7 separate regions of the Mus musculus genome follow, and regions 2, 3, 4, 5, 6 and 7 are each linked to region 1. Evidence: chromatin contacts called from public ChIA-PET, Hi-C, HiChIP or PLAC-seq, Micro-C and promoter capture Hi-C data. All regions are on one chromosome and are shown on one strand. The core of a region is the stretch at or near the end of the contact, and the rest is flanking DNA. Distances in the headings are between cores, read along the strand shown. Region 1 holds the start of Maml3 (mastermind like transcriptional coactivator 3). Region 2 holds the start of Lhfp (lipoma HMGIC fusion partner). Region 3 has its middle 17 kb from the start of Gm30402. Region 4 holds the start of 4930577N17Rik (RIKEN cDNA 4930577N17 gene). Region 5 holds the start of Elf2 (E74-like factor 2). Region 6 has its middle 43 kb from the start of Gm30292. Region 7 has its middle 6.0 kb from the start of n-TPagg5.

Region 1 (2,737 bases), core at 67-2,566:
GTCAGATGTTCTACTCAGTGTCTGGGTAGATAATGTGTGATAATAATTAACAAAACCTGAGATTACTTCTCTGCAGCTACTCCATTTCAATCGTGCTATTGTGAATGTGAATCCATTGAAATAAAAAAATATATCTAGTGGTAAGCTAAGCCTGCCCCCCACACACTTTTTGGCTTGTTTTTGTTTTGGTCACAACAAACTGTGAAATGCTGTGTTTTTTTTTTCTTTCTTTCTTTCTATAGTTCTAAAGCATGAAATCTGCAATCTTTCCACTTGATTTAGGCAGGACCCTTAATTGCTGCCGTCATTAGCACCTAGTGTTCAAAACAGTCTGTTTAAATGTACTGTTAGTCTCACCTCCAAGTCCCTGCTTGCTTGGTTTTATTTTTTTTCAAGGATAAATAAAACAATAATCGTCATAATAACCACAGTCGTTATGTACAGAGAAATAAATAATATCCCAAGGTTTTGTTTTGTTTTGACTGCTTAGTTCTGTTCATTGAGGAATGGGTACTTTGATGAAATTTCCAGGAGGTAAAGGTGACTGACTGCCCCAGATCTTGACAACCTTGGTTCAAACTCAAGTACCCACCTTAGAGGACTCCACAAAGCTGTCTTCTGACTTCTAAGCGTGCGTGGGGTGTGGCACTAGGCACTTCTTCCCAATAAACAAATAAACGTAAGGAAAAAAAATTATTTGAGTTAAAGAGGGTCCTAGAGTTTGAGCAAGAGTTCACTAGCAGGGTCTTCTCTGGGCCTTGAAAACAAGCCACTCGTTTGCCTATTTCATTTCACATGGGTGGGGATGACAGCTGCTGGGAAGCTGCACTGTTTCTGCCTGGTCATGCACATTTCTGCAATATAATGCATAAATGTATAACAACAACTTGGGCTCGCTGGATACCTCGCTGGGCAGAAGGAAACACAGCCAGCCTGGCGCGTCCCCGCGCACTCGCGCGCGCGCACACACACATACACGCGCGCCGCGCGCTCACTTACACACACACACACACACACACACACACACACACACACACACACACACACACACACACACGGGTCAAAAGGTGATCCACTCCTAAGATTCCCCCCAATCTTTGTTTTCCCCCCTCTTCCTGGCAGGTCGGGGCTTCCCAGCCTGGGGAGCAGCTGGATTGGGGAAGGGGAGGGGGTGGGGGGGCAAGGGAGGCGGGAGTCAGGTCGGTGCGCGCCGCGCCCGCTCCCGCCAGGGGAGAGTCCGGGCCGGGTTTTGCACCGGGTCCCCGGGCTTGTCTCACGGCCTCCAGCCGCCGCCGCTGCCGTGTTTACTGAGCTCGCGCGTCCTGATATCACTCCGCTGGCATGGAGGAGGAGGAGGAGGTGGAGGAGCGCGAGGAGGAGGAGGAGGCGGCGGCGGCGGCGAGCAGTTGATCATTGTGATGGTGGCGGAGGCGGCGGCGGCAGCGGCAGCCTGGCCGAGCATTAGTGGCTGCTCTCCGCGCGGCGTTTCGCAAAGGACTCCAGCGATCTACTTTTGCAGTCGCCTCGGACTGTCCATGTGTTTACTTGCCCAGCCCGAGGACTCGATGTCTAGGCTCCTGTGAAATGCAACTGAGCAGCCAAAGTACTTTGAGAACACGGGGCGGCATAAACACCAAAACTTTTTTGTGGAAGGAAAATGCAATAAGCAAGCTCGCCGTTTTCCGATGCGGCGTGGAGTGAGTGTGTGTCGCGCGTGTCCGCACTGGAGGCACACGCTCGTGTGTGTACATGGGGTGTGTTTTTCGGTACGTAGGGAGAAAATGCTTGCCAACCACCGGAAACCTCCTGGAATTTATTAGAAAATAATGGATTATTAAAAGGAGGCAGGCGAGGAGCGGATCTCCCCTTGAGTTGCAAGCCGATCTGCTGCCGGCTCAGTTTGTTGGGATTCTATTTGTTGATAGGTGTCTGATGGTATTCTGATAACACCCCCTTTTTTTCTCCCCTCGATCTTTACAGTTTTTTTAAGGAAAAAAAACACCCCAAAATCTCTTCCCCCTTTTTTCACCCCGTGGGGATCGCTGTTTTTTCATCCATGTGCTTGCGTCTCCCCCGCGTTCCACTTAAACTATTTTAATCCTTGGACCCAAGGAGAAGGCTGATAGGGGGTGGATTAAAAAAAAAAGTTCTTCCAAAATAGTGTGCCCCGGGAGCAGGATGGGGGATTTCGCAGCCCCCGCTGCCGCCGCGAATGGTAGTAGTATCTGCATCAACAGCAGCCTGAGCAGCAGCCTCGGCGGGGCCGGGATCGGCGTGAATACTCCCAATAGCACTCCGGTTGCTCCGAGTGGCAATCACCCCGCTGCCGGCGGCTGCGGCGGCTCCGGGGGCCCCGGCGGCAGCTCGGCGGCCGTCCCCAAGCACAGCACGGTAGTCGAGCGGCTCCGCCAGCGCATCGAGGGCTGCCGGCGGCACCACGTCAACTGCGAGAACAGGTATCAGCAGGCTCAGGTGGAGCAGCTGGAGCTGGAGCGCCGGGACACCGTGAGCCTCTATCAGAGGACCCTGGAGCAGAGAGCCAAGAAATCGGGCGCCGGCAGCGGCAAGCAGCAGCACCCGAGTAAAACCCAGCAAGATGCGGAGGCTGCCTCAGCCGAGCAGAGGAACCATACGCTGATCATGGTGAGGGCTCACTGGGGTGCGCGTTGGGGTCGGGGGCGTGGAGTTCCTGGCTTGGGGGCTGTGAGGGTCTGATTTGCACCGAGGGATGAGGTGG
Region 2 (2,737 bases), core at 126-2,625, 940 kb before region 1:
CCTGTAAAAATGCTCCCAAATTAACTCTGACAGCTATTTACTTAAAGAAACGAATGGCTTCTATTTGCCAAGCCAGTGAATTCATTTCACATACTCACATTAAAAGCAATGTAGCATTTTTTACTAGCAGGAGACATAATTCCGGATATTAAAATAAAATGGACCATACAGTAGTTTGTTTATTTGGCTTGCAAGTTCACACTTAGTTTCTAGCCACTCCTCGGCATCACTTGATGAGTGTGCCAACCAAGCAACATGATAGTGGGAACTTCATACAATTACAGAAGTACTGTAAATTTAACTAACAGTATTCACCACTCAGGTGTATACATTGGATATATAGTTACACACCCCCAGTTACTGTAAATTTAACTAACAGTATTCACCACTCGGGTGTATATATCGGGTGATATATAGTTACACACCCCCAGTACTCGATAACACTAAAAACGCCTTCTGTCTTAATTTTCCGGGGCAAATGTGTTCACGCCTCCTATTTTGACTCCTTGGCTTCAGTGCTTTCACCTGCTGGCCATTTCAGACCAAGCACTCACTCTTTTCCAATACCTAATGTCAAGTCAGCTATTCAAAAGGGTTCGATGAGGTGGGCTGGCTTGCACACCTGGCTACACTCTCCACAAAGAACACAGAAGAACACCCCCACCCCGTCGGGTTCCATCTGCAAACTGCTTCCAAACTCCAGTCTCCTACACTTTGCTCGCCCTCTGTTCTGGATTCTACCCAAAGGGGAGCTCCCTCTGGCTACGGTTTTTAAAATCGTGTCAGCTGTGAGCAGAGGCTGAAGTTGAGTTGGTCTGGGGGTTACCATTAAAGGTGGGGAGTGGGAAGAAAGGGACCTCTTTCTCAGCTGGAGTGAGTTACCCTAGTCCAGATGAACTTAAACCCACCATCCTCCCCCAAAACTGCTAGACGCACGCACCGCACCCTGGAGCACACAGGAACACACACAATGATCTCTGGATGCAAAGCGGCACGGGGAAGTTCTTGCAGCCGGCTCTGAGAAAGGGACGGATAAGGATGGAAAGGAAGGCAGCACCCCCCGGAGGCCGACAGGACCTCAGCTGAACTATGCCACTCGGAAAGACAGGAGGGACCCGGGCACGGGGCCCCGGGGCGCGCTACTTACCCGGTCGGGCGGCGGCCGCGGTCCCTCGCGAGTCCCGGGCGCAGCACAACTTGCTGTCTTTCCCTGGCGGGGACAGCGCGGCACCAAAGAAGACTGTCTTTCTTGCCTTTGCCACTATCCCGACGGAGATCGAGGCGAGTCTGGAGAGCTGGGGTGGAGGGTCAGGGGGACCCACCCGGAGAGCCCGCCGGCTGCGGCCGTGCGGCCCGGGAACACGGTGGATGCCGGCTCCAGCTTTGGCAGGCGAGGCACGCGCCGCCTCTTCCCCGCCCTCCCTTTGCCGCTGTCCCCTCCCCTCGGCCCCGCCGCGCAGTCCTGGACGCGCGAGAGTGGGGGCGGCAGACAGACTGAGAATCCAGGGAGAAAGTTGCTCGCCTTCCCCGCAGCTCCCCGGGGGCGCCGAGGCCACACCCGACCCCTGTTTGCTTTTCTGGGTCAAACCCTGGGGTCTGGGGCTGCAGTGTTCGCGCGGCCTTTATGAGGACCAGGATGGGAAGTAGCCTCAGAGATGGGGAGAGCGATGTCTATGAGCTTTAAGGGGCTCTTGAGAAGTGGTCACTTTGGAGGGCAGAGAGCATGACGGGTGTGGACATAGGAAAGAGAAGGCTGGGCACGCCATGCGAGGCTGCTGGATTCCGTGGGGGCAAAGCCAGAAAGAAAGAAGGCAGGCTACTCCCCTGCCAGCCTCTCCCAACAGCTGCAAACCTTTGGGAACTTCTTTCAAGACATTTCTCTTCCTCTTTTTCCTCTTCCTCTTTCCTGGGTTTCCCCCCACTCCCTTACCTCCCCTCTCACCCTCTCTCCTCTTTCTGCTACCCTCCTTTCTCCTCCCGTCCCCTTCCCTGCCTCTTACCCACTCCACTCCCCAACCCATGATCAGCTTTAACATCTATCTACACAACCTTTGAATTTCCTTTCTGAAATCTGCTCCTTTTGATTTCTTCTCAGGCCCTGCCCAGTTCTGACTTGCCATCAGCCTTTTTAACCCTTCGGAAGCCAGAGCCGTATTCTGTGGGTGACTGACTGACCTCTGGAGTCTCCACAGAGGACAGTTATTTTAGGAAGCTGCCATCTGGGACCAGCAACTTTTGAAGTACATACTTGCCTAGATGCAGTTTTTGTGATGTGCCTTTTTCAAAGCAGCTGGAAGTAATAACTGGGTAGGAATATATTTCATAATAAAATTTCGAGTGCACCATTGAATTGGGCGGCATCAGCTGGAGACAGGTTGTTTCAGGATTGTTTGAAAGGTTTTAAGTGATTGATTCCAAGCCTTTCCTTTGTAGGAATAGGATACAGGTAATGAGCCTCCCAGGAAAGCGATGTAATACACATTAAGTTTATCACAATAGTCTTGAGAAGAGGAAAGAATAGTTCCTGGGAGACATTTGGCAGAGTCTGGAGATATTTGGGGTAAGCATGACCCATAGACTGGGAAGGCCCTACTGGCAGCCAGTCCATAAAGCCAGGAGTCTGCTCTGTAACTACACAGGGCACACCCAGAATCATCTAGCTTGAAGTGTGAGTAGGGCCAAGGCTGGGAAGTCATGTTTCAAAATGTCACATGGTTTTTAGCTCACCCATGAACCT
Region 3 (2,737 bases), core at 82-2,581, 870 kb before region 1:
TTCAAACATTTTCTAATTTCCATAGTGATCTCTTATGTTTCCTGGATTAATTGCATGTATTTTACAAACATAAATATTTCTGTCATTTTATATTTCTTTGCATCAAAAATACATCCTGTATTTCAATCCTTTGCATTTTTTTATGCGTACTTGTTCTGGCATACAATAATTATAGTAAATTGTCCTCTTTAGAATGAAGAAATGAAGTCTCTTGTGTAGTTACTGTGTAAAGCATTCTACATGTTAAGATGAGAACTTCATTCATGCCGTTGGCAATCATCTGTATCCTTTGTGATGTTTGATCTGTGAGCTAATAAGCCTTTGCAGCAATCATGAATTTTTGTTTTCAGTCGGTTTGTTGTTTGCTTTATGTATTTTCATCTACTTCTCCATGTTTGAGTTAGACTTATTTCTCCGAGGTGTGATCCACTTGGAAATATGCTGTTTGCATTTTTGCCGTTAGTGTTTTTTAACAAGGAAGCATGGCAAAGACATGTCCTCCTTACAAAGGATGGATAATAAAGATAATTTCCTTGTCTTGCCCCCGCTGTGTCTCCTCTCTCATTGCCTCAGCCCTCAGCTATTAGATGGGTGCCAATGAAGGCAGTCTCTCTGTGAACTACTGGCTGCGGTGCCAGCTGCTAGGATCCACTGGTGCATCAGGCCACACCCTCACAGCACGCTGAGGTTCCTGCCATATTGGGTCTCTCTTCTTTCTGTCTGTAATCAGATGACTTGGAACCTGCTGGCTCTGACTGGATTTTAGCACATGACTTTCATCTGTAAAAGATCCTGGAATCTTACACACTGGAGATGAGCTAGTCTTCCATTTTACAGCTGGAGTACTGCCTCATGTAAGAGGAAGGTGCTATACGCCACATTGCTTTCCAGCCCCCAGGTTTTTTGAGATAAAATGAGAATCCAGGTTATAACTAGATGCACCAGTTTCCCTCTAGGAGGTTTGTCTTTGTTTCTATCGCCTTAACAAGTAGGGAAGCACTTTTCTCGTGTGGTGGATATCTTGCTTATTTTAAAACTCTTTAATCCCGAGCCTAAGCTTAGTGTAAAACAAAGTTTGATTCATACCCAGTAGTAGCCTGAGAAACTTTCATAGAACTTGGGTGGTTAGCAGAGGAATGAGCAGAACCTCAACTCCACAGCTCGCTGCTGTGTGCAGATAGTTACCAAGTATGCCGAAGGAGTCACGTTCTGCTGAGCTATCAGTCAGGTACCAACGGCACCGAGGCTCAAATACCAAGTTACTGCTACCAGGATTTAGCAGCCAACCCTTGCCTCACTGACCAGAGGGGGGCGCCTAGGATCCCTGATAGCTGATGGCAGCCGGGCTGAGACTCAGCAGCTGCTGCCAGGCTAGACTCTGGCTGGGCTACACACCTCTGCCCTCCTTGCCTATCTCCTTGTCCCAGGCCTGGTGCTTGATCTGTGGGGCCACTTTTCCAGCTGAGTCACAACGACACAGCTGACATCACACTCACCTTCCTATGCCTCCAGCAACAACACCCCCACCCCTTCTCTAGCCTGGCAGCCTGGAAGGAAAGGAGTGCCAACGTATTTTCTAACATTTCGAGACCTCCATTCAGAGGCTTCTGGGGTGTTCTGGCACTCAAGAAAAGCCAAAGCAGGAACCCAGTTAGACCCTTCCAAAGGACTGCAGCAGCATCCAGCCCACCCTGGCCTGCACCAGAAAATCTGAGGGAACAAGAGGACTCTTTGTAATTCACACATTCCATCAAGATGGGCCCAAATCAGGTTCTGTCAACTCCCACACCACCCCGCTTTCCCCTGCTCCAAAACCAGAACCATTACATAGCTCAACAGACTTTTATTCAGATCGGAGGCTTTGTTAGCACCAAGGATTTGATCCAAGATTCTCTCTCTCTGTGGGAACTTGCATGGGCACCTCTTCCCCAAGCACCACAGCAAAAGCAGATGGCCGTCTTGGAGCGGGTCAGAAGTCCGGGACTCTGACAGGTTCAGAGTTCTATTTGCCAGGTTGAATTGCTTGTAATTAAAATGCTCCTCCTCCTTCTCCTCCTCCTCCTCCTCCTCCTCCTCCTCCTCTTCCTCCTCCTCTTCCTCCTCATCCTCCTTCTCCTCCTCTTCTTCCTCCTCCTCCTCCTCCTCTTCCTCCTCCTGCTCTGCTCTCCTGAACTTATCCTAGGAATGAGCAGCATTGATTCATGCATAGAAACAGATCTGGCCCAGAAGCGAACGCTACCACTAAACATCAGGGACATCCAGTAGAGATGTCAAGAAAGCTAGTGGGCCTGTGGTGAGCAATTAACCTTCCCCTTGGGCTCGATGTTTCCTACTTTTCAAGGCCATGGACCACAGTCAGGGTTCTGTGTGGTGAGTTGAAGCTGGCGTATGCATCCTCTTGTTTCTCGCCTTTTTGACTGTTCTCTCTCCATCCCCTTGCCTAAGCCATGCCTACAATCAACATTCTTCGTGTTTTGAGTCTTGTTAGTAACACTTCATGACATCAGTTAACATTTATCTGCTTTCTAGTGGGGGGTGGGAAATGCCTCATTAGTCTCGACACTTTAGTGGGTGAGGGCTCAGAGACACAAGCTGGCTTTGCTCCTTCCCGACTGCCTTGTGCTAATTGTCAGACTGCTCTCCAGTTGGAGAACTCACAAGGTGAGGCCTGGCCACGTGCATGCGCATCTTGAGGCAGTATGAATGGCTGGAGTCCCATCAGGAATCTTGTATTTCA
Region 4 (2,737 bases), core at 170-2,669, 830 kb after region 1:
TTATTTTCCTTTCCTGTTACAGTGTGTATTTGTAAGGCCAGTTTCAAGGTAAACGAGTTTTTTAAAAGCTGTCTGAAGATATCTTTAAGCTATGAACGAATACGTTCATTTGTCCAAGTCAAGCAAATACAAGAGAGGGCACACGAATTTCATGACCAGCAAACCCAGCGACTCCAGTCTCCCCGAGGCTGCCGGGCGGCTCTTTTCTGTTTACTAATTACCTGTCTAGTGTACTCTGACTTCTGTCGAGAAGACAGGACCAAGTCAGTTTTTGAAGTAGTTGGAGACTCCTGACTTCCTTAGTGATGCTTCTAGAATATTTTCTAGGTACAAGTTTTTTAAAGTGCAGTTCTTTCGACTGAACTGATTGTATGTTGCATAAGCGCCGGGAAGGCCAACCCAAGTTAAAAAGCCACCTCCGTGTACAGCTGCGGGACTAGGTATGAGGTCTTTTCTAGGAAGAAAAATTTGATTCATGGCTCTTTTCCAGAGGGGACATTTGCAGACTTCGCTTCCGCAGAACGTGAAGCGCGCCTCTTCCTGCCGAGGCGAGGCCCGCGTCCCCGAGGGCGGCCTGCGGCTCCCCAGCCTCAGGTGTCCGTGCGGCCGCCGGCTGCCGGCGCCCGGGACTGACTTCCTGTCTGGGCGCGGGGCGGAAGGATCGCGTTGCCAGCCGGGGCCGCCGCCGCCCCTGCCGTTAGGTGGTGGGGCTGCTGAGCCCGGCGGCGGGAGGCGGGCCGGCCGCCGCTTCCTGTCGGAGGACGCGCAAGGATCCGGGCGTCGGAGTGTGTGCGAGTGCGTGAGTGTGTGCCGCCCGCACGGCGTGTGTCTCCGGCCGCGGGTTCCGCCTTCTCCCCTGTCGCCGCCGCTCAGGGTGTAAGTCAATGTGAAGCAGCAGTTCCAGCCCCGGGATAAACATGGCGACGTCTCTGCATGAGGGACCCACGAACCAGCTGGATCTGCTCATCCGGGCCGGTAAGCACAGGGGAACTTTTCTCCCGTGCATCGGTGCAGCGGGCGAGGGGGCGCCCGGCGGGCGGGGAGCGTCCCCCGGGGCGGTCAGCGCCCCGGGTCCGGTGTCCGTCTCCGGCAGCCGGGCGGCCGCGGAGAGGGGGGAGTGAATGAAGTAATGGAGGCGACAAATCAGGAAGTGATCACCTTGGAGAGTAACCTGCCTCGGATCCGGGCTGTCGCTCCGGGGAGAGCGGCGGCGGCGGCGGCGCAGCAGCGGCAGCGGCAGGGGCCGGGCGCGGAGCCGCGGCTAAGTTGGGGAGTCGGCGCGGGCGAGTTGCGCGCTTCGCCCCAGTTGCCGGGGAACCAGGAAGTGAGCGGAGCTGTTGTCCCCGCCGCCTGCCACGCTGTCCGGCCGAGAGGGCCGCCCCTGCCCGCGGCCGGGGGCGCTGGCCGCCCGCCGCCCTCGCCTCTCACTTCCTATAGCCGCCACTTCCGCATGGACGCCGCGGCCCCCCCGGGCGCTACCCGCCAAAACGCGCCCGCCCGGCCTCCCGCCTCGTCCCTCCCGGAGCGGCGCCCGAGTAACGGTCCCGAGGCCACTTCCCGGTGCCGAGTGGGACGCCGCCGACCCGGCACCTCCCCGCCGCGGCTAACGGCGGCCGTGGGGGAACCGGGCTGCTGCCCTTCCTTCCCTCGTGGGGCGGGTGACTGAGGGTGGACGGGAAGGACACCGGGTGTATTCCGCGCAGCCGGCCCGGGGCTGCGGGACAGCGGAGGGGGACGTTTATTTTGGTCCACAGTAAGATGAAAGCGGGGAGCGGGGCGGGCGGGAGGGCGTCCTGGCCCCGGGGAAGTCTCGGCTCGGCATTGCCCCCTTTCCCCTCCCCCAAACCTCCCACCATAGCGGAAGCGCCTGGGAGAGGACAGAACGCGCGCGATTGACAGGCCCGAGGTTCCAATCTGCGCCCTGAGCTGTTCCAAATAAGAACGTTGATTTCTGGGGGCGGGACCACGGGCCCGAGCCGGGCCAATGAAGATTGGGCGGGAGTGAAGCTGACAATGTACGCATGGAATTGGAGGGAAGAGGAGTGTAAACACGGAAGTGGCCGCGGGGGTGGGGGATGTGCTGCGCCACTGCTGCAGCGGAAGGGCACGGACTTAAGTTACATAGAAAAAGCAGCTTTACTTGCTAGCAGACAGCGCAGCGAGGGCCTCGGGTCGATGTGGCACTGCTCGAACACTGTTGCTTACCGAAATTATAAGCGCATGCGGTCCCTCCTCTGGTTCTGTTTCACATCTCCATCGATGTCGGATTGGAAGATGAGAAATTGTAACCAAACGGTAGTGCTGTAAAAGATCAGAACAGTCTTTTTGCACCTATTGTTTTTAGGGATCTTGAAATTGGTAGTTTGGTGGACAAAGCAGTTCGGTTTGGAGGAAAAATTATGTTTATCTCTAAATTTAACGGAACTTTAAATATAAATAAAATCTGGACTGATAGAACTGCATGTGCTATATAACAATAACGCTGAATAGTGTGTTTTGGCTGAGGCATATTTTACACATTTCAAAAGTAGGGAAATCACAATTTATTGAGCAGCGTTTAAATGCCTTTTTGAATAGGAACTTTTACTGAAGGAGAGGAACATAATGGAACTTGGGTCCTTGTTAAAGTCAGTCCATTGATCAGTATGAATTAGTGTACAGTTTTATGTTGGGTTAGTGGTGTTTTGAGTGTCGAGTGTGTATAGTTAAAGAGATACTGTTTGGGGCAGGAGAGATG
Region 5 (2,737 bases), core at 73-2,572, 760 kb after region 1:
TTTGTTAAAGAAACAAATACATTCCGCGGCGGCGGGGAATGGTGGTGGTGCTTGGGGGAAGAGACCTAGCATGCATAACTGCGCCTAAGAAAGACCATTAGCGAGCCGCTGCAAACGCAGGACATCCCGGGCACCGTGTCATTGGCTTTTGTGCCCTGGAAGGCGCGTGAGAGTGCCCTGCTCAGAGGCTCCCCTTTGTGTGAAAGTGTGCAAACCAGAAGCCTGCAGCTCCCGCTGGCTTCGCCCCTTTTTTTTCCCCAATTCGTGGACACTTGGAACAAGATACTCTTCCTCCACACACACGCGCTCCTTCACCCTGGCTCTGAAGATCTCGGGACTTGAGTTACTTCTCGGAGGCGGACGGGACTAGAAGCGACAAAGACTGGGGCGGGCGGTCGCGGCTCCCCGGGACCCCCCCGAACGGGGGCCGCCCGCCGCGCTCCGCAGCTGCGCGCTGGGCCGCCCGCCCGCCGGCCACCGCGGGCACCAACCGCCGCGCAGCCGGGCCGTTGGGCGGTGGTAATTTCTGGGAACGGGGCGGGGTCCGGGGTGGACGAGCTGGGAGGCGGAGCGGGCGGCGCCCCGGGCCGCGAAACGGGCGGGGCGGGGCGCCACGTGCGTCAGTGGCCGGGTGGGGCGGGCCGCGCGCTCCTGCCCGCCAGCGCCGCCACCATCCGCGGAGCCCGGGAGACGCGCGGGGACTCTGAACACCCGGGCTGACAAGAGTTTTATTTTGCAATCGCTCACTTCCCTAATGCTTAATCTACGAGTGCAGAGCGGTCCCTGGAGGTCTTGGGAGGGGAGTCCGGAGTTGGAAGGGGGGTGATGAGGGGTGACAGCAAAGACCTGAGAGTGGCCCAAGAGGTGCGCGTGTCGTCCCGGCCGGGCTGCAGGTGCACGCGCGGCCCCGCCGTCCCCACGCGCTGGTCCCGCGTCCGCAGCGCAGTGCAGCGCGCGACGTGGGGGAGTGGGGAAGCCCCGGGGACGCGGAGCGGGACGAGTGGCGAGCGTCTCCACCTGAGCAGGCGGGTTCGGGCGAAGTTGGGCGCTGAGAAGAGGGCGGGATTCGAGAGCGCAGGAGGCGGGCTGCGGGGGGCCCGAGGGCGGTGGGGAGTATAAATAGCCGGCCCGGTTTGACAGGCGCTGCGGTGACTGGCGGTGTCGCCTCCCCCGGCGGCGCGCGGGGAGGGAGGAGCGCGCGGAGCGGCCGGGTGGGGGAGGCGGACTCCAGTGTCCTGGTGGCGGCGGCAGGAGGCCGAGGGGGAGGAGCCGAGGCGGGTGCGGAGGGCGGGGGCCGGCCGCAGCTTCCCCGCGCCCGGCTGTGTCGCCGCCGTCGCCTCGGCGGTTGGGGGGGATCTGTAGGGTGGCGCGCGCGGGGGGCGCAGCGCGGTTTTGTCTCGTCCTGTGGTGCGGAGCGGCTCGCGCGGTGGCCAGGGGAGGCCCCCTCGGCTTCCCGCAGGACGCCGGGCCAACGGCGGGCGGCTGCGGCGTCTCGGCCGGTCTGCGGCCCTGAGGGAAGGGCAAGGGACTCGGCGACGTGGAGGGAGAGCAGGTAAGAGCGCGGGGACGGCGGAGGCCGGCGGGAGCGAGCGGGAGGGAGAGGGAGGGCGCGGCGAGCCAGCCCGGCCGTCCCGAGTGTCGCCTCCTCCCGGGCGCCCCCGCCCCGCGCCTGTGTTGTTTGCTCGGGCGGCGGCGGAGGGGCTTTCCGGAGGCTGGGGCGGTGACACCGGCGGAGCTGGGGGCAGGGCGGGAGCCCGCACCGGAGCGGCCCGGGGCAACGGTCGTGGCGCCGAGGGACCGCGGCGCGCGCTGTTTACCTCGCGGCGCCAGTCATCGCGCGGCGGCCGGGCTGCCGGGGCAGCGCGTCCCGGGCGGCAGTTTCCGTCGCCGTCGGGCCTGCTCCCCGCCGCCGGGGCGGGCACGACAGGTTGTACTCCGCCGTTCTTTTATTCTCACTCTCCGCCGGCCCTCCGTCGCCGCCTTCTCCTGGTTCCCCGGGGAGCCAGGCTGCGATCACTATCTGTGTTTGCAACAAAACAACAAAAAAACCCTGGGGCTCTTGGAAGCGCCTAGGTCCAGAGTCTCCTCCGGGGTCCTCCGCCGGCGGTGCTGGCCCTTAGGGCATCTCGCGGAGAGTGTCGTGGGCGCCCCGCGCGCCTCGGTACCGATTCTGCCTCAGCGGCGCTGCGCGCGGCGGCCGGACCCACTCAAGACTTTAGTGGGACATTTTTACTCTGTCAGCAAAGGACGGAAAAATAACCCACGGACCAACTTGGTGGACTGTCCTTATGGGAACCACGTTCTCAGCTGTATACCCTTTCTTTAAGTTCTTAGTACTCTATCAATAAGATGGGGGACGCGTCATTGTAACCCTGGAACATCTTTCTCGTGTTCATGACATTACTCTGTGGTTTATGCTTTAATCCGACAGTGAGAAAGTATAATAAAAACTGCGCCTCTGAGCTCAAGACTTTTGTTTTTGTTTTTTTCTCCAAGTCTCAGTTGAGAGGCAAACTGCTCACTTTCTCTAGTGGACAATGTCCATCCGGGCCCTACTGAGATAAGATTGTATATTTGTGGGTTACAGTTTCTTTAGAGTGTTGAATGACTTCGTATGAGACTGGGAACTGTTGAATTATGTTTAAAGGGATTTAGGAATAAGATTTATAGAAGGCATGTGGCTGTAGTTGATACATCCAGTAAATACAAGAAGTTGAAGTCTGATGTGTCTTCAACA
Region 6 (2,737 bases), core at 83-2,582, 740 kb before region 1:
TGAGAAGGACAGGGAGGTAGCAGGAAAGGGACAAAAAGACCAGACCCAAAAGGTCTGGGCAGGAAACTGTGGAGACCTGAGGGCTCATTAGGGAAGCTTTGAGCTTCTTCCAAGGTGAGGAGAAGCCTCCCAGAGCTGTGGTTAGCTGCCGACTGTTTCACAGGAGGGCTCTTTTGAAGCTTTCCAACAAACTGCTGGGAGCTGGCTTCCTCCTGCTTACACACTTTACTCTCTTCTTTATCGCCATACTTTGTATCGAATATCGCCACATTCCCAGGTGCATGGCACTTCCACCCAAGTCCCCATACCTCTCTTCTTCAAATGATTTAGTTACTGAAATCTGTGGTCCCATCTCCTTGGACTCATTAGGTAGCTTGATAATATTTTTACATGCAGGCCGGGAAGAAAAATAAAAACTTCTCAATTTTCAAATAATTTTTATTTATTATCAGACACAAAATAGTGTACTTTAGAATCCTAGGGTCTTTGGGGATTGGTAGCCAGAGTCTTGATTTTGTTATAAAGGATATTATGTATCAGTATTGGGTAATAGTGCAGCTTTCTTGACCAGTGAAGAGGAAAGAGGACAATTCCTTATTGCAGGAGGCTGTCTGAAGTACCAGAATGCTATACCAGAATTTTAAAAGGCACAGGGTAGGCATTTTAAGCACAGGGAAGCCCCTACCTCTCAAAATATAAAATAATGTTTTTAACCATAGTGGTAATTCCATATGATGGACTTTGTTAAACGTAAAACCACTAATATATATGAAAACACAATTTATCAAATTTTACCGACTAGTAAATTACAGGTTGTATTGACTCACTATTTGAAGCACTAATGGAATAAGGGAAGCTAAAAGCTGTCTTTTCATTGGCTGGGTGGCTGGTCTTCAACAGCTGGGCGACCAGTGTGGTAAACAGGAAGCCATCTCCATGGTAATGGGCAATTCAACTTAACTTTTTAACACGCTAAGAGGTAATTACTTTTTTTTTTTTTAATTTCCATTTTTAAAACGTTTGGAGTTCATGACAACAGTGAGGACCCGAGGGTCAGGCATTTCCTGGTCGTTAGTGAAGCTGACTTTAGCTGACTTTAGGTCACTAAGAATTAAACGTTGTGACCCCCCTCCCCTTTTTTTTAATGAAAAGTGAACTGTGATTTTTTTTTTTTCTCTTTCTCTCCTCTTCCTGAAGTCTGCAACACAAATAAATGACAGAATTTTATGCTCACACACATGGTGTTTTGATTTCCTGCAGATGATAAGATCAGGGTGGAGGACCGATAACCACAGGGTGTAGGAGGGTGGGGCTCAGGCAGGCCCACATTAAAGCCACAGGTGGGTCCCTGACAGATGAGAAGATGAACCAGGGCTGAAGAGGCCAGCCAAGACGGTGAGTTCTGCTGAGACAACCTGGAAGGAGAAGATGGGCGGTCTCAGGGCAGAGGAGAATTCTGTTGGAGGCCGAGCTCTGCCAGGGACTTCTAGAATACACTACAGAGCCTGTATCCTAGGCAGCTGCCTGGGTGTGGTCCCCCTCTAACACCCACATTTTCTCTTCCCTACCTTAATAATCTATGCACTTCAAAATTCCAGGCAAGTCTGCATTCATAGGCTGTCTTGAGAACAAGAAATAAGAACAAATGAAGTCAGTGTCCACAGTAGCAAACCACAGTCCAGCTCTCTGCAGGCAGCGCTTGCTCTTCAACAGCCTGTCGCTGTCAAAGGTAGCTAGAGTCTGCCTAGCGTTGAGTCTCCGCAACACTGTAGCAACCCTCTTCGCCTTTCCCACGCTACAGCCTGCTCCCATTAGCCATCAGTGAGTGTACAGCCAAGCAGAGAAGACAGATGAGACTCTCCAGCAGCCTAGGGCAAAGTCTTGGGAAGTCCCCAGGTCCAAGAGTTGGATGGACCCAGAGAAGCTTCAGGGTGCAACAAGTGCATTTCTACTGACTATAGTCTTTCCTGGTCCAGAACCCATGTCCAAAAGGTTCTGGCAACACAGGAAGGAGAAGAAAGATTCTGATAAAAATGAGTTGCCCACAGGGTATACACAGAAGTCTCGGGGGTCGTTGATGCTTTTCCGGGAGCCATCTGATGACTACAGCTTCAGACAAGAGTGCTGTCCATTCTTATAGTCAGTATTTAAATATTCAGTACTTTAAACAGAAATACTTCTATTGATTTTATTTTGAGCTATTTTATGATTTTATTTTTGAGACAATGTATCACTCACTCTGTAGCCCAGGCTGCCCTTAAGCTTTCAGTCTTTCTGTCCCAGCTGCCAGAACACTGGGATTACAGGTTTTCCTTAAACCCAATTAGCGCGCAGAAGTCCTGGATGCTGGAGGGAGGATGGATGCCATGACAGAATGTCTCAGGAGCTAGGCTAGCCTGCAGGGATGTAGACTGCTTCCACAGGCTCAAAATGATTCTACCTCCGTTTCTGCAAGAGTTTTGTGACCACGGACCCCGTTGATCATGTGCACACAGATGCCTTAAAGCTGTTCAGACCAGGATCTTATTCAAATCTGATATTAGAAGCTGTTCTTTCTTAGCCCCACCCCCATCATCAATCAGTTCATCTGTACATAGCTGGGTCTACGTTCCTGTCAGGACCAGTCCCATGACTGTGTGCTCCTGGCTGGGATAAGACTTCTCCTGCCTCACAGTGAATCCGTTTAATGCAGGACATAGTCCATGCTGCCTTGCTTTCAGATACTATTTTCATATCA
Region 7 (2,737 bases), core at 149-2,648, 740 kb after region 1:
TAGAGCGAGAGAAAGAGGAAGGAGGCAGTTTGTGGTGGTTTGAATACGCTTGGTCCAGGGAGTGACACTATTAAGAGATGTGGACTTTTTGGAGTAGGTGTGGCCTTGTTGAAGGAAGTGAGTCACTGTGGGGTAGGCTTTGAGACCATCCTCCTAGCTGCCTGGAGGCCAGTCTCCCCTGGTTGCCTTCTGGTCAAGATGCAGAACTCTCAGCTCCTTCTCTAGCACCATGCCTTCCTGCATGCTGCCGTAGTTCCTGCTATGATGATAGTGGACTGGACCTCTGAACCTGTAAGCCGGCCCCAATTAAATGTTTGCTTTTATAAGACTCGCCTTGGTCATGGTGTCTATTCACAGCAATGGAAACTCTAACTAAGACACAGTTTTACCAGGACAGTTGTACAGAGACAGGTAAAGACAGAGTGAGCCAGAAAATGAGAAGAAGCCATATTAGAACATTGCTACTGTTAGTTTGAGGCACAGCAGAGCAATTCAGAGACTGAGAGAGAAGACAGCTTGGAGAGAGAGGAGTTTGAGTCAGAAGAGCTAGATTGAACCAACCAGCCAGAGTTCAGAAGGAAGAAGAAAGGGTGTGCTTAGCCAGCAGCAAGTTTCGGAGGCTGAAAACATCCTAGGCCTACATAATATTGTATGGAGGGTAGAGGCTTCCAAGACTAGGCCCAGGTTAGCAGACTGGGGCATTAAGGCTTGGAGACAATGGACTTGCGGCAGTGTCCACACAGGTGAGCACCGACTTGTATCCTTACTGACATATACGGACCCTGTATAGTCTCTCCGTGTCTTAATTTGGAACATGCCTCACATTTATTGTTACCATGCAGAATAGCAGACTATTTCATGGGAATGTTGGTAGCTCTAGCTACTTTCCAGTGTGTGCCAAATCACTGTGGCCAGACTGTAGATAAGAGCCTCCAGTGATCTCTGGAGGCAGATGGCTTGTAGCTTGGTAAGGGCATCTGCTTCCCGATTTTCAAACCTCAACCAGCTATGGGCTGCCAGCCACATAGAAAACCACTGATTCCTGTTGAACTCTGTTACATATGTCCTCCAAGATCTGCTGCCCCACAGTGGTGGAAAGAGCATCCACCTGGTTCTTTTCCCATTGGGCCAGCCATAAAGTCAGACCTCCGAATACAGCCCCGCTACTGTCCATATGGATTGTCACAGGGTAAATCTCACTACCAGTGAAACTGGTACTTTCCACTCTGCTGTCTCTTATCTCAGTCCGCTGGCTACGCTTTCTCGCTTTCTTGCTTCCTTTCTCCAGCCACACGGTGTCAGTGTTCATTTGCATTTCGACCGCCACCCAGTCCCGTTTGGTGTCCTCCCCTTCTGCAGACAGATGGTGTCCCTCTTAGCACTTTATCTCTCCTAGCGCTTGGTTCACTTACCCGGGGGCGGCTTAGAAGCTTGAAAGAACACTGGTGCCAACACAGCCTGCACGGCCTTGGCGACGGGACTTGCAAACACCGCACCACATTGCTGTAAAAAGTGCGAGCCGCCTCTGGCAAGTTTGATTTCGCGCTACCGGAGAAAGAGACGTGGCCTTTATTTGGATATGCAGCTTTCGCTGTCACTGGGATGCTGGGCCCTTCCTGTTGGAATGCTCCACGTTCATCCAGCAGTTGCTGTTTTAGTACTGTGCGCCAGCTTCCTTCCCTTTCCATGGCTAGGACCCAAACGCTATTAGAACTGTTTGCTCAAGCTGTTTTTTTCCATAGTCCCCCGAACATCTGGTGACTTCTAACACAAAGGGACACGGCCATTAAGGTTATCTTGCAAGGACCTTAGCTTACTCAGGAGCCTCTTGAGCCATCTATCTATTTTAGCACTTACAGCACGTGGTACATTTTTACTAAGTTGTTGGGTGTGATATTGATACCCCTCTTACTGGAGTATAAGATCTAGAATTTCACAGAGGAGCTCGCCCTTGCCTTTTGTGGACTGACTGCCCATCCTGCTTCCCTGAGGTGCACACCGCGAAGTCTTTCAGAGACGTGTTGTGAAACTTTTTCACTTAGGGGAGAGAGCAGGAGGAGAAAGCAAGGTCTCCAGCCACCTTCCCTTGACAAATAGACAGTGTGGCAGGTAATTTTGCATGAGTGGTAGAGACTCCTTTGAATTTAAATAACCCCTGGGGATTCAGCAACTCAGAGAATACAAAAAGACGGAGGAGAAAAGAAGGTAGAAGAAGGAAAAGAAGGAAGAGGAGGAGAAAGAAGGAAAAGAAGAAGGAAGAGGAGGAAGTAGAAGGAGGAAGAGGAGGAGGAGGAAGAAGAAGGTAGAAGAAGGAAAAGAAGGAAGAGGAGGAGGAAGAAGGAAAAGAAGAAGGAAGAGGAGGAAGTAGAAGGAGGAAGAGGAGGAGGAGGAAGAAGGTAGAAGAAGGAAAAGAAGGAAGAGGAGGAGGAAGAAGGAAAAGAAGAAGGAAGAGAAGGAAGTAGAAGGAGGAAGAGGAGGAGGAGGAAGAAGAAAGAAAAGAGAAAGAAGGAAAATAGGTGTGTTCGCAAGTTCCAACACCACATGGAGAGATGCCATTACTTGTATCTGTTGTTCTGGCATAAGAGCCGTGCTGGGCACAGTGGCATAGACATGGTAACTACCTTACTTAGTAGTGCTGGCCACAGCGGTGTAGATGGGGTCGACCTTACTTAGCTCTCTTCATCTGAAGTCTTTTATAGGAGCTGTCTGGCATCTTCACAGGCCACACACCAAGCTG

Evidence for each region. Promoter capture Hi-C pulls out the DNA fragments that hold promoters and counts their contacts. Hi-C and Micro-C count contacts between places; a contact is called where the count stands out from the background. ChIA-PET counts read pairs in DNA pulled down with a chosen protein or histone mark. HiChIP or PLAC-seq counts read pairs in DNA pulled down with a chosen protein or histone mark.
Region 2: a contact with region 1 is called in a Foxp3 HiChIP or PLAC-seq map of regulatory T cells, with 20 times the contacts expected there. The contact joins the promoter of Lhfp here to the promoter of Maml3 in region 1. A contact is called at or near these places in 2 of 484 Hi-C or Micro-C datasets (both in embryonic stem cells) and 3 of 115 datasets of contacts at active chromatin or transcription factors (astrocytes, regulatory T cells and thymic regulatory T cells).
Region 3: a contact with region 1 is called in a promoter capture Hi-C map of hippocampal neurons, with 3 times the contacts expected there. The contact joins the enhancer-like site here to the promoter of Maml3 in region 1. A contact is called at or near these places in 2 of 39 promoter capture datasets (hippocampal neurons and liver), 2 of 115 datasets of contacts at active chromatin or transcription factors (embryonic stem cells and large pre-B cells) and 1 of 9 other capture datasets (embryonic stem cells).
Region 4: a Micro-C map of embryonic stem cells shows a contact between it and region 1, with 10 times the contacts expected there. The contact joins the promoter of 4930577N17Rik here to the promoter of Maml3 in region 1. A contact is called at or near these places in 4 of 39 promoter capture datasets (cranial neural crest, liver, neutrophils and 1 more), 4 of 484 Hi-C or Micro-C datasets (CD4 T cells, CD8 T cells and embryonic stem cells), 4 of 115 datasets of contacts at active chromatin or transcription factors (bone marrow-derived macrophages, embryonic limb bud, memory CD8 T cells and 1 more) and 1 of 9 other capture datasets (liver).
Region 5: a Hi-C map of CD8 T cells shows a contact between it and region 1, with 6 times the contacts expected there. The contact joins the promoter of Elf2 here to the promoter of Maml3 in region 1. A contact is called at or near these places in 11 of 484 Hi-C or Micro-C datasets (CD8 T cells, the G1E-ER4 cell line, LSK cells and 2 more) and 3 of 115 datasets of contacts at active chromatin or transcription factors (embryonic stem cells, extraembryonic endoderm stem cells and pancreatic cancer cells).
Region 6: a contact with region 1 is called in an RNA polymerase II ChIA-PET map of memory CD8 T cells, with 9 read pairs. The contact joins the enhancer-like site here to the promoter of Maml3 in region 1. A contact is called at or near these places in 2 of 39 promoter capture datasets (hippocampal neurons and liver), 2 of 115 datasets of contacts at active chromatin or transcription factors (embryonic stem cells and memory CD8 T cells) and 1 of 9 other capture datasets (liver).
Region 7: a FOXA1 HiChIP or PLAC-seq map of pancreatic cancer cells shows a contact between it and region 1. The contact joins the enhancer-like site here to the promoter of Maml3 in region 1. A contact is called at or near these places in 1 of 39 promoter capture datasets (pre-B cells), 2 of 484 Hi-C or Micro-C datasets (both in embryonic stem cells) and 4 of 115 datasets of contacts at active chromatin or transcription factors (extraembryonic endoderm stem cells, large pre-B cells, pancreatic cancer cells and 1 more).

What each region holds. Positions count from the first base shown.
Region 1 is chr3:52,103,585-52,106,321 of GRCm38.p6, reverse strand. Maml3 (mastermind like transcriptional coactivator 3) reads left to right here and starts at 1,316. Exons shown (of 5, transcript NM_001004176.2): 1 at 1,316-2,643. The coding sequence starts at 2,179.
Region 2 is chr3:53,040,185-53,042,921 of GRCm38.p6, reverse strand. It overlaps Lhfp (lipoma HMGIC fusion partner), which reads right to left and starts at 1,375. Exons shown (of 4, transcript NM_175386.3): 1 at 1,148-1,375.
Region 3 is chr3:52,973,950-52,976,686 of GRCm38.p6, reverse strand. No RefSeq gene overlaps it. Among named protein-coding and RNA genes, the nearest start is that of Gm30402, 17 kb to the right of the region's middle. Within about 2 kb of position 1,331, at least 32 of the 459 cell types and tissues checked have an H3K27ac peak or open chromatin away from gene starts, as enhancers often do. A contact at or near this core is called in hippocampal neurons, where this site is marked.
Region 4 is chr3:51,275,443-51,278,179 of GRCm38.p6, reverse strand. 4930577N17Rik (RIKEN cDNA 4930577N17 gene) reads right to left here and starts at 1,419. Exons shown (of 1, transcript NR_073429.1): 1 at 1-1,419. All of the region lies in intron 4 of Elf2 (E74-like factor 2), which reads left to right.
Region 5 is chr3:51,339,229-51,341,965 of GRCm38.p6, reverse strand. Elf2 (E74-like factor 2) reads left to right here and starts at 1,322. Exons shown (of 10, transcript NM_023502.2): 1 at 1,322-1,552.
Region 6 is chr3:52,838,961-52,841,697 of GRCm38.p6, reverse strand. No RefSeq gene overlaps it. Among named protein-coding and RNA genes, the nearest start is that of Gm30292, 43 kb to the right of the region's middle. Within about 2 kb of position 1,332, at least 56 of the 459 cell types and tissues checked have an H3K27ac peak or open chromatin away from gene starts, as enhancers often do. A contact at or near this core is called in memory CD8 T cells, where this site is marked.
Region 7 is chr3:51,363,997-51,366,733 of GRCm38.p6, reverse strand. No RefSeq gene overlaps it. Among named protein-coding and RNA genes, the nearest start is that of n-TPagg5, 6.0 kb to the right of the region's middle. Within about 2 kb of position 1,398, at least 116 of the 459 cell types and tissues checked have an H3K27ac peak or open chromatin away from gene starts, as enhancers often do.